Linked DNA regions of Gossypium raimondii: region 1 is linked to region 2. The links are chromatin contacts, called in public Hi-C maps. All regions are on one chromosome and are shown on one strand. Each heading gives the region's core, a stretch centred on a gene start, on an enhancer-like site or on the middle of the called end of the contact. The rest is flanking DNA. Distances are from core to core; before and after follow the strand shown.

Region 1 (5,805 bases), core at 1,033-3,532, 140 kb after region 2:
GGTAAACAAAAGTATTGGATAGGTGTCTTGAAGGCTATCTGAGATGCATGTCAAGGGAGAGACCACAGGACTATGTAAGTTGGCTTCAATTAGCTGAGTGGCAGTATAATTCCACATTCCACTTAGCTATTCAAAGCATAATTTATGAGGCACCATATGGCCAGACACCTCCTCATCATACACCATAATTAGCCGGGGCATGACTGGTGGTTGCTATAGACAAATGTTTGCATCACTGTAAAGCTACAAGACAACTGCTAAAATTCCATCTGAAAAGAGCAAAAGATAGAATGAGGCAACAAGCTGATAGACACAGAACAGACAGACATTTTAAAGTAGGGGACTGGGTTTATTTGAAGCTTCAACCTTACTGACAGTATTCTATGGAAGGTTGCTTAACCAAAAATTAGCTCCCAAGTATTTTGGGTCATACATGGTGGAAGGTAAGATCGGGAAGGTAGCATACAAGATGCAGCTACCCCATGGATCTATAGTTCACCCTACTTTTCATGTTTCACAACTTAAGAAACATGTTAGAGCTGCTCATGTATAAGTCTCTCTGCCAGTAATGGACAACCAGGGATCTTGGGCCAAAAAGCCTATTAGAATTTTAGATAGAAGGATGGTAAAGCATGGGAATGTGGCCACAACTGAAGTTTTGGTTGAATGGGTGAATTCATTTCTAGAGGATGCCACATGGGAATCCTTGGTGCAATTGAAGGATGCTTACCTTCATATAGATCCTAGAAGACAAGGATCTTCTTCAAGGAGGGAGTAGTTGTTATGGGTTAAATTATGAAATAAATGGGGTGGATTAGTTGGGCCGAGAGCAGGTTATAAAAACAATGCGTATCAGGTTAAATAAAATAAAGCGTTTCATAGAAACAATTGTACAATTTGTTTTGTTTGTTTTTCTATTATTTTGACTGTTAGACAATTCGATTGTTTTTCCTATATATTAGCATGTAATTGATAGTATTGGATATGAAAATTGAAAACTGTCAACACCCCTTTCTCATATGCATTGTTCTCTCCTCTATTTTCCATTATTCTCTTATCTTTCTCGGATTTTTGATTTCGTTCTTTAACAAATTTATCCTGGTTGAGAAAGTAATGTCTGGATATAAGCAAGTATCGATCAATCGATTAGTTAATTAAAGGCCAGGAAGTAATAATTGGTTAATCGATAGCTAATCTACCTTAAAACCCTAATCCGAAGTTAGTTATAAACCCTGAAGCGAGCTAATCTTCCTTATTGGTTTATTGATTAAGTCGTTTATTTATTTATTTTAGTTAATTAAATTATCTTTTTAATCTATTTTATGATTTATTATAATATAAGAATTAATTACTACTACTTGGACTTATTATTGTAAAAATATTTCCATAATTTACTCTATCTCCCCTTGGGTACGATCCTCAGAATACTTTCAAGTATTTCATTTTACTAACTATATTACAATTCAATCCATGCACTTGCGGACACCGCCGTTCTAATTCTTATATATTTTTTGTGTTATATTTTATTACTCTAAACGATAACTCATTTATAGGCGATAAAAATTTAAAATACTAATTCATCTCTCTCTTGATATTTTCGAACCTAACAAAAATAATACTCTTGATTTTTATAGATTATTTTAGTTCTGTCAATTATAACACTAAACAATTTTTTAAAAAATTGTGCTGCCAAATATTATTGATTTAAACAAAGTATTGAATAATAAAAATAAAAACTTAACTTTATTTACTTTATATTAATTATTAACTTAGCTTTAAAAATTAAAAAAATTAAAATTTTTTAATATTCTCTATTCCGTTTTATAGTTCATGTTCAAGGTATATAGCTCACTCCCAAAATATCCTCTTCAATGTATGAATTTGTTTTGTTCTCATTGAGAATGCAAAATAATTTATCACAACACTTAATACTTATTGATAAATATACTAAAGGTTTTAGTTACTTTTATATTAATTTTTATATTTAGTTTAATTAATTTTAAAGTTCAATAAATTAATTAAAATTACCTTAAAATAAATTATTTAAAATTTTATATTTAAAATGTCTTAATTTTAACATAAATTAATATAATTTGAAGTTTATTTTTAGATATTTATAAATTTAAAATTAAAATGCTGAGGTGTTCGATTTCGTTGACTGAAAAGTTTAAACCGGTATCTTAATTAAAGTACAAATACATGGGCCAAACAGCCCAGAAAAGTGAAGCCGAAAGCCCACCAAAGTGTGCTGTAAACGTTCTCCTTACTCGCTGATTCTCTTCTCTTATTCTGTTTTTTGCAGACTAAACGCGTCCCCATTTTTTCACCTTGAAAATCCTTCAAAACAATGCGTTTATCTTCAAAGCAAACGGTCTATTGTTTCACGAAATCAAGGCTCTCTCGTCTCAAATCGGCTTCCCTTTGTACATCAGCTTCACATGACGACGAAGCCGTGGAAATCGCTTCTATCCTCAGTAAGAATGACTGGAAACGACTTCTTGAAACATCATCAGAATTGACAAGCAAGCTGAACCCAGACATGGTTCACTCCGTTCTTCTCCAAAACTCGGTTCATGATCCCGAACGCCTCTTCAGTTTCTTCAACTGGGCAAGTCACCGATCCCCGAACCCTCAAAATTTGGATTCTTTTTCTTTTCTAGCAGTTACTTTATGTAATTCGAAGATGTTTCGTAAAGCCAATATTGTTTTAGACAGCATGGTTAGGACTAGGAGGCCCGTTCAGGCCATTTTGGGTTCAATTATTAGGTGCTGGAAGGGCTATGAAGAGAATTATGTCGGGGTTTTCGAGATTTTGATTGGTTGTTATAAGAAAATGGGTTCTTGGAACGATGCTGTTTATGTTTTTTTGGGTGCTAAAAAAGTTGGGGTTTTGCCTGGTTTGGTTTGTTGTAATAACTTTTTAGGTGATTTGCTTAAGGTAAATAAGTTGGATTTGTTTTGGAAGGTTTTCAATGGGATGATAGATGCTAAATTGGTGCCTGATGTTTATACTTTTACCAGTGTGATTAATGCTCATTGTCGAGTTGGGGATATTGAGAAGGCAAAAAGGGTGTTTATGGATATGGAGGAGAAGGGATGTAGTCCTGGTTTGGTTACTTATAATGTTATGATTGGTGGACTGTGTAAAGCTGGTGCTGTTGATGAAGCATTGAAGTTGAAAAACTCCATGAGCCGGAAGGGTTTCAACCCTGATGCATATACTTACAATACGGTTATTGATGGGTTTTGTAGGCATAACAGATTTCAGGAAGCGAAATTGATGATGGAGGAAATGCGTTGTGCAGGCTTAAATCCTAACCATTTTGCGTACACAGCTTTGATTGATGGGTTCATGAAACGGGGGAGCATGGCCGAGGCTTTCCAAGTCAAGGATGAGATGGTTGCTTGTGGAATTAAACCGAATGTGTTCACGTATAATGTGCTTATTCGTGGGGCTTCTAAGGCTGGTGACTTGGAGAAAGGAAAAGCTCTGTTCGATGAGATGGTTTTGATTGGCATCGGACCTGATGATCAAACATTTAGTCTTATGATTGAGAGTTATTGTCTACAAGGGAATTTTCTCAAGGCCCATGAATTGTTTGAAGAGATGAAGGAACACAAGTTTACACCCACGATGTACACTTATAATGGTATGATTAGTGGATTATGTCACTGTGGAGATCTTGGTCGAGCTAATTATGTTTTTGAGGCAATGATTAAGGTAGGGTTGAAGCCCAACGTTGTTATGTATACAAATCTGATAAAAGGTCATATTCAGAAAAGTAGATTCGAGGAAGCAAGAAAGATTCTCAATAGAATGATGGAGAATGGACAAATGGCTGATATCTTTTGTTGCAATACTCTTTTAAGTGGCTTATGTAAGGCCCAAAAGATGGACGAAGCAAGAAGCTTCTTAGTCGAAATGGTTGACAGGGGGTTGAAGCCTAATGGAATTACCTATCGGACTTTAATCCATGGATATGCTAAGGCCGGGGAAATGGAGGCAGTAGAAAGGTGTTTCGGAGAGATGCATAGTTATGGTATAGCTCCTAATAATGCTATCTATACTATATTGATTAATAGCCTTTGCAAAGTGGGAAATGTAACTGAGGCTCTGTCGACATTTAGGCGCATGTCTGAAAAAGGTGTGCTCCCGGATGTAAAGACTTACACTGCGCTCATCCACGGCCTTGCGGCAAATGGTAGAATTAATGATGCAATGCAACTGTTCTCTCAACTCGATGAAAAGGGTATAGTGCCTGATGTATTCACTTATACTTCTCTCATTTCTGTCTTTTCTAAGCTTGGTGATATGGAGGCTGCTCTCAACCTTCATGATAAGATGTGTCAAAAGGGCATTGCTCCTAATATTGTTACATATAACGCAATAATTGATGGTCTGTGTAAGTTAGGTGACACTGAGAAAGCTAGGAGGGTGTTTAATGAAATCTCACAGAGAGGCTTGGCACCTAATGTCAAGAGTTATTCTATAATTATAGATGGATATTGCAAATCTGGAAATTTAACTCAGGCATTTCAGTTACTGGATAAAATGCCTTCAAAGGGTGTTCCACCTGATAGTTTTACTTATTGTGCCCTTATTGACGGATGCTGTAAAGGAGGAGAATTGGACAAGGCACACTCTTTGTTTTCTGAAATGGTGCAGAAGGGCTTTGATCTCACCTCTTCTTTCAATGCATTGATCAATGGGTTATGCAAGTCGGGGAAACCAAATGAAGCTAAGAGGCTGTTAGAAGACATGGCCAGTAATTGTATTACACCAAACCATATAACCTATACAATCCTAATTGATTATAACTGCAAGGCAGGAAGGATGGAAGAAGCCGAAATTCTCTTTTTGGAGATGCAAAGGAGGAATCTGGTTCCAAATATTGTAACTTACAGCTCGCTTTTACATGGTTACTACAGATTAGGGAGGAAAGCAGAGATGTTTGATCTTTTCAAATCCATGGCTGCAAAAGGGGTTGAACCTGATGAAATTATTTATCGTCTTATTGCAAATGCTTACTTGGAAGAAAATAGTTTGATTGGAATGTTGAAGCTGTTGGACGAAATACTAGTGAAGGATGTTGTGTTCGATAAAAATCCCGCTTTTCTGCTGCTGGACGCTGTATGCAAAAGAGAGGAGTTTTCAGAAGTTCCAAAGTCACTTGAAGAAATGGCAGAACAAGGACTTAAGCTCAGTCCAATTACATGTCACAAGCTTGTTCATGGTTTTCATGATAAGGGAAATCCGGAGAAAGCAGAATATATTCTTGAGAGCTTGGTCTGGTTCGGATGGATTCCAAACACCACCACTGTGAATAGCATTATTGATAAAGAAAATGATGTTGCAAACTTGGAGAGCCCTAGCAATTCTCCCAAGCAAACAACATGCGGAGTTGCTTGTCAAGTGTAAAACTACGGGAGAAAAAGTTAGACCATCTGTTCTTTCTTTGCACTTCAGTTAAAAACTTCCTGAATCACTAATGGAGCAGGCTCATGCTAGTGCTAGAGTAGACCAACTCAGCCAGGCTCAGAAATCATGGTGTTTTTGAAACCATCTGGAAACTTGTCGTGTTGGATGCTTCCTATCAAAGTGGAAGGTTCAGGTGAGCGGGACACTCGGAATGGTCAGTGATAGTAACTAACTTACATGTAAACGCTGAATAAGCAATGTAGGCGGCAGGAGTGGAAGTGTTTGTCACATTGTTTAGGCCTCAAAGGTCTGTATTATTAGTATTAGTTTTCATTCTTCTTAGCTGTTGGATAATTTATACCTTCATCGTCAATTACAAGCAAGCT
Region 2 (5,904 bases), core at 2,260-4,759:
ATTAATTAATTATTAGATATCATTTTGAATTAATTATTATTTCATTTGTGTTAAAATTATATATTATTAAGATTTACCATTATAAATTGAGTATTATTAGATATTATTTTAGATTAGTTATCGTTTAATTAGTGTTACAATTATGTAAAAATTAAAATTAAAATTTACTATTATAAATAGCATTCAACAATATCATATCAATAATATCTTTTATTTTTATTTTTATAATAGAGTTTTTATTAGCTTGAACTACACAATTGATTATATTAATTAATTAATAGATATTATTTTAAATTTTTTCTTTTAATTAGTGTTACAATTATATATCAATTAAAATTAAGATTTACTATTATAAATAACCTCCAACATTTAATCATTTTCAAACAATAACATCTAAAAATATTTGCATTATTTATGCAACTCCATAAGTATAACACAAAGTTTAAAGGTTGAATATAAAACATTTCATGGCAATACCAAAATCTGTTTTATATCCATATAAATGCAAGCTTATAATGATAACATTTATTTGTAATTTTGATTTTATACTTTGCACCATACACTTAACATGCATTGTGATTTCATGGAATCAAATTATTATTAGCTATTTCCATAGCAGCCCCATCTCCTCCCCTTAACAAATTTATTAGCTTTTTGTATATAAAAGTATTTAAAAATAATTGAGTATTAAAATAATGATTAAAATTTGGATTCATTTTAAATTTATCTGAATATTATTTTATTTTTATTATTTTTAAGAACTTGAATTTTTATATTTTTATTTTATTTATTTCATATTATTTTTATAATACAATTAGATGATTTAATCTTAATTATTTCAGTTATGAAAATAAAACATTATAAAATTGAAAATATATTATCATAAACTCAACCCAATTAAACAAGTTAATTTTGAAAAGAATTTATAAAGTTTAAATCGATTATATTTAAAATTTAAAAATAAAAGAAATTTCTATATCAAAATTCAGATTACTACTCGGCTATTGCATCAACAAATCTTCAACATTGCCATAAAACCATGAAGACAAGTAAAATAGATCCATTTCATTCTTTTAACATAATATTCATCTTATATAAGCAAGATTTTGTTACAGGAAAGCTCAAGATTATTCAGTGTTGATACATAAGAACAAAATGATCATTCAATATAATCCAATAACAAATTAAAAACAAAATAATTACAAATCAGTAATATCTTCAATTTAAATTTCATGTTGTTGAAAACTTTTTCACTAATATTACGAATAAAAATACAGTTGATTGAGTCAATGATGCATTGACACTGTTGACAAAAGTTGAGGTCTCAAATCTTAAAGGTTCGGATTCAAATATTTTTGTTTGCAATTGCAATGTGTGGGTTTCCTTTCCACAATGTGCCTTAGGTGGGTTTTGTTTGATTCTTTTTAGATTAATCCAGTTTTTGCTTAGTTCTTTTGGATTCTACATTGTAGTTAGATTTACGCACTCTTTTCCTTTCCTTTGATTTAAAGGTTTTGGGTAGAAGTAGGCATTGTATAAGAAAAAATAAAAATATCTTCCTCTCATACCATCCAATACAAAAATACAGCTTCAATTTAATTATTATATTATTATGTCTAAGGATAATTATTTGATACACTAGCAATGTCTTTGTAACTCCACAAGTGGTGTTAAAATACTACCAAATGTCTTTAAGCTAAATTGGACATATGGTGACATCTTAATCCCTCTTGTATAGTTTAAAAACTCCACCACTGGTGCATCAAATAATAATACTATATTTAATGCTCAATTAATTAATTTTTTGTAGGGATATTCCAAAAAATAAAAATAATTAAGAGTGATATTATTTGATTACCACCATTATAGAAATAGGGGTAAACTGCACCACATGTTACTCTAAAATAGTGTCATTTCTATTTTGGTCATTTTGATTTTTTTTGTCAATTAGTCACTCTAATTAAGATAATTGCTCGAATTGGTCACTATCGTTAAAATTCTGTTAATCCATTAACGGATTGTTGACGTGACATTTTTTTTACTTTTGACTATAACTAAGGACCTCTTTATAATCAGTCCAAAATATTTTTATTTATTTATTTGCAACATGAATATGTTAATGGTAGCATTATCAATATTTGAATCCTCTATAAAAAGAGGGAATCCAACGACGGTGACGGCAAACCATAACTATGGACCCACCTTTTCCGATGAGTCCATTTGCCAGTATAACACCACTTAGCCACCCTACCGCCACCGACGATCATGACGATGTTGTCTCTACTGTTACTTCAAGTAAAACTACTCTTGATTACTTTTTTTTTTTGGTTGGTTTGATAATTATATTGTTTTTACAATTTAGAAAAAAAAAACCCTATTACAAATGTTATAGAGGATTGAAGAACTAATCTCCTAAAACAAATTGTGCGATAATTCCTTTCAACCAAAACTCAAATTCGCTTCCTACAGTTATCCAGAGCACTATAACATATTGATTTCATAAATTTTGAAACAGAACTTCAAAAAGCATCATCTAGTTATTAAAGTTAAATCCTCCAAAAAAAAAATATGAAACAGTTGAATCTAATTTTTCAAATATAAACTTGTAAATATATATATAATTATCAAACAAACAAAAAAATAGAAGTAAAAAGAGATAAATTTTACTTGAAGTAACAATAGAGACAATATTGTCATGGCCATTGATGGCGATAGGGTGATCGATGGTGTTATACTGGAAAATGGGTTCATCAGAAATAGTGGGGTCATGGTCATGATTCATCGTCGCCGTAATTGGATTCCCTCTTCTTAGAGAGGATTCAAATGACAATGCCACTATTAAAATCTTCACGTTGTAAATAAACCAAAAAAAATATATTTTGGAATAATTATGTAGAGGTACTTAACTTTAGTTAAAAGTAAAAAAATACCACGTTAGTAATCCATTAGTAGATCAATAAAACTTTAAATAACTGTGATCAGTTCGAACAATTATCTTAATCAGAGTGATAAAAAAAATTTAGAGTGATGAAAAGAAGAAGGAGGGTAGTTTATCCTAAAAGTAAAATAAGAGTAAGTAAAGAATGCAGTGGCGTGGGCCGTAGCCCACAAGTAAAAGTGAATATAGAGAAATTAAGTCCTTATAAATAAATAAGAGGAAGTTGTACGGCCTTATCAGGGCTAACATTAAGATCCTCCTATCAGTGTATGTATCACCCCTTATCCACTGAAAATGATCCCTCTTATAAATCATTATTATAAGCTCCCCACCCAAAATCCTACAAAAACATAAAACAAAAGTAGGGCCATCGCCTTATGGCCCATATCCACCACCATCAGTTTTAGTTTTGTTATTATCTGGCGTTAACAAAAAAAGAGTAAAACAGGTCACCTATGATCTCCCGTCCAATAAATCAATAGAGGGTGTGAGTTGAGAGTGAGATGGATGCACGTGGTTTCTGTACTTTCTCTTATATAGGAATAGGAGTAGAATAGTATATAAAGCCCTTCCATTCCCTTACTTTTTCTCCGTCTATCCAACTCTACCATTGATTATTTTTTTCCTTTTTCCTTTTGTTTTGTTTCTGGTTCTGGTTTCCTTTTTCTCTTCACATTTCTTTCTCCCGTTGAACAAACGGTCCTTTGTCGTTAGAATTAGAGTTTATTGCCACTCAACACACCACTATTTGATCTGACCTTGGTTATTTCTGCTTCATTTTTTTCTCTTTTAAATTTTCTTGTATTTTCTTGAAGCTTCTTTCCAACGGAGAAATAGATAGAAGAGAGAGGGAGAGCCAGAGAGAGTCGACTGAGAAAGTTTTGCTGTATGTCAGTAGATTGTATTGAGACTTACTGCGGTGGATTTGGCGAGCTTGCAAACCCTTTACAATGGCCTCAGCTAAGAAAAAGACGACGCTTCATTCTTCTTCATCTTCTTCCCCTTCTTCATGTTGCGCATCGCACTCCGTTGTTTCCGCCGCGCCTCCTGCTTCTTCATCTGCCTCCGCCACCGCCTCCAATCTGCTGCACGAGTGGACCCTCGGTTCTACGGATCGCCGCGACGATAGCAGCGCCACCAAAGCTGCCATGGCGTCCTTGATTCGCCCCGTTGATTCTCTTCCCGATACTTCCACCAAAGGCATCTCTCTCTCTCCCCCTGTCTCTTTCATTGTTGTAAGAAATGTGTTGGCGTTTCAGATGATCCTCAATTTAGATCCTAGCCGTTTTACATGTTGTTATGTATTTCTTTTTCTATCATCTCATGTTTTTCGGACTTTTTTATTTTCTGCATCGTTCCTCGTGCATTAATCATCCACGAATATCATGAACTAAAGTTTCAGACTTCGATATATATATTCTTTTGAAAAAAAAGGAATTAACTATGGTTTAGTTTGTACCAAATGCATGTATATTTCTTTCTTTTATTTATCTATCTTTTATAGTTATATTGGAAGAATCTTGAAAGTGTAAGATTTATTTCGAGAAAGGACGATCAATTCATTACTTAATGCTTCACTTTGACCTTTTATTTTTATTTGCTCTGCTGCTTGTTGACCGATTTCTTTTTCCTAAAAAAATTTCAAGTGAATAACTTCAAGAATTTTGTGTTTAATCGAACGTGTTTGAGAGTTATGCTGGTATTTAGTTATTTAGCACTCTGATGTCGACAAGGATTTTTCTCTCTATAGTGTTCAATAAGATTGCTTGTTTGATTGTGCAGGCATCCAAATCTTTACAAGGCCTCAAACCAGTCATCCTTTGGACCCTTTATCTGCTGCTGAGATCTCTGTTGCAGTTGCTACTGTCAGAGCTGCTGGTGCCACTCCTGAGGTTGCTAATTTCTATATAATGCCTTTATTTTGTTGTCCTCCATTATATCATTTCCAAACCAATGTGCTTAAGATTTGTTGATGTTTCTATGTTGTTTAAAATGTTGAGATAAGTAATATTCTTATTTTTCTTTTTCAAGGTAAGAGACAGCATGCGCTTCGTTGAAGTGGTTCTTTTGGAGCCAGACAAGCATGTTGTTGCTCTGGCAGATGCTTATTTCTTCCCACCTTTCCAACCCTCATTACTTCCAAGGACCAAAAATGGCCCAGTGATACCTACCAAGCTCCCTCTCAGGCGAGCTAGATTGGTTGTCTATAACAAGAAGTCCAATGAAACAAGTATATGGATTGTTGAGTTATCTGAAGTACATGCAGTAACTCGAGGAGGGCATCACAGGGGAAAAGTAATATCATCTCAAATTGTACCAGATGTTCAGCCTCCTATGGTAAATCTATCTCATTGCATGGACAGTTGTACTTTATGTTTTTCCCATTTGCTAGATTTTAGAATTCTAGACTTTTTGCAGTCAAGTGTTATGTTGTTTAAGACTCTTTGTATCCCTTGAATTTTCCTACTTACATGTGTATGGATGTTTGGCCTTCCAAAAATATTTAAAAACTTTACCTTAAATTGAACGTACCTGTTTGGGACAAACGCTCATAATCTGACCCCTCCCTCGCCAGTCCAAGTGCAAAGGTTTGGTTAAGTTGAACTACCAATTCATATTTTATTTCTCAGTTTTGAATTCCTTTCAGGATGCTATGGAATATGCTGAATGTGAAGCTGTTGTAAAAGACTTTCCTCCATTCCGAGAAGCAATGAAGAAGAGGGGTATTGAGGACATGGACCTTGTGATGGTTGATCCCTGGTTAGTTAAATCCACATCTTGATTGTATATAAAATGTTTGCCTTTTTTATCTGTGTCATGTTCTGGTGCTTATACATTTGGGTTTTAAATCCATTTTCAACAGGTGTGTTGGTTATCATAGTGATGCTGATTCTCCAAGCAGAAGACTTGCTAAACCACTTATATTCTGTAGAACTGAAAGTGACTGCCCCATGGAAAATGGCTAT

The links. A called contact is a pair of places that touch in the nucleus more often than the background predicts.
Region 1: a contact with region 2 is called in a Hi-C map of leaf, with 2.7 times the contacts expected there. The contact joins the promoter of LOC105788638 here to the promoter of LOC105788633 in region 2. A contact is called at or near these places in 2 of 2 Hi-C or Micro-C datasets (both in leaf).

The regions. Positions count from the first base shown.
Region 1 is chr2:38,008,239-38,014,043 of ASM2569854v1, forward strand. It overlaps LOC105788638 (pentatricopeptide repeat-containing protein At5g61990, mitochondrial), which reads left to right and starts at 2,283. Exons shown (of 1, transcript XM_012615597.2): 1 at 2,283-5,805. The coding sequence starts at 2,348. The coding sequence ends at 5,419.
Region 2 is chr2:37,862,387-37,868,290 of ASM2569854v1, forward strand. LOC105788633 (amine oxidase [copper-containing] zeta, peroxisomal) reads left to right here and starts at 3,510. Exons shown (of 13, transcript XM_052627462.1): 1 at 3,510-4,138; 2 at 4,721-4,830; 3 at 4,970-5,275; 4 at 5,586-5,698; 5 at 5,802-5,904. The coding sequence starts at 3,889.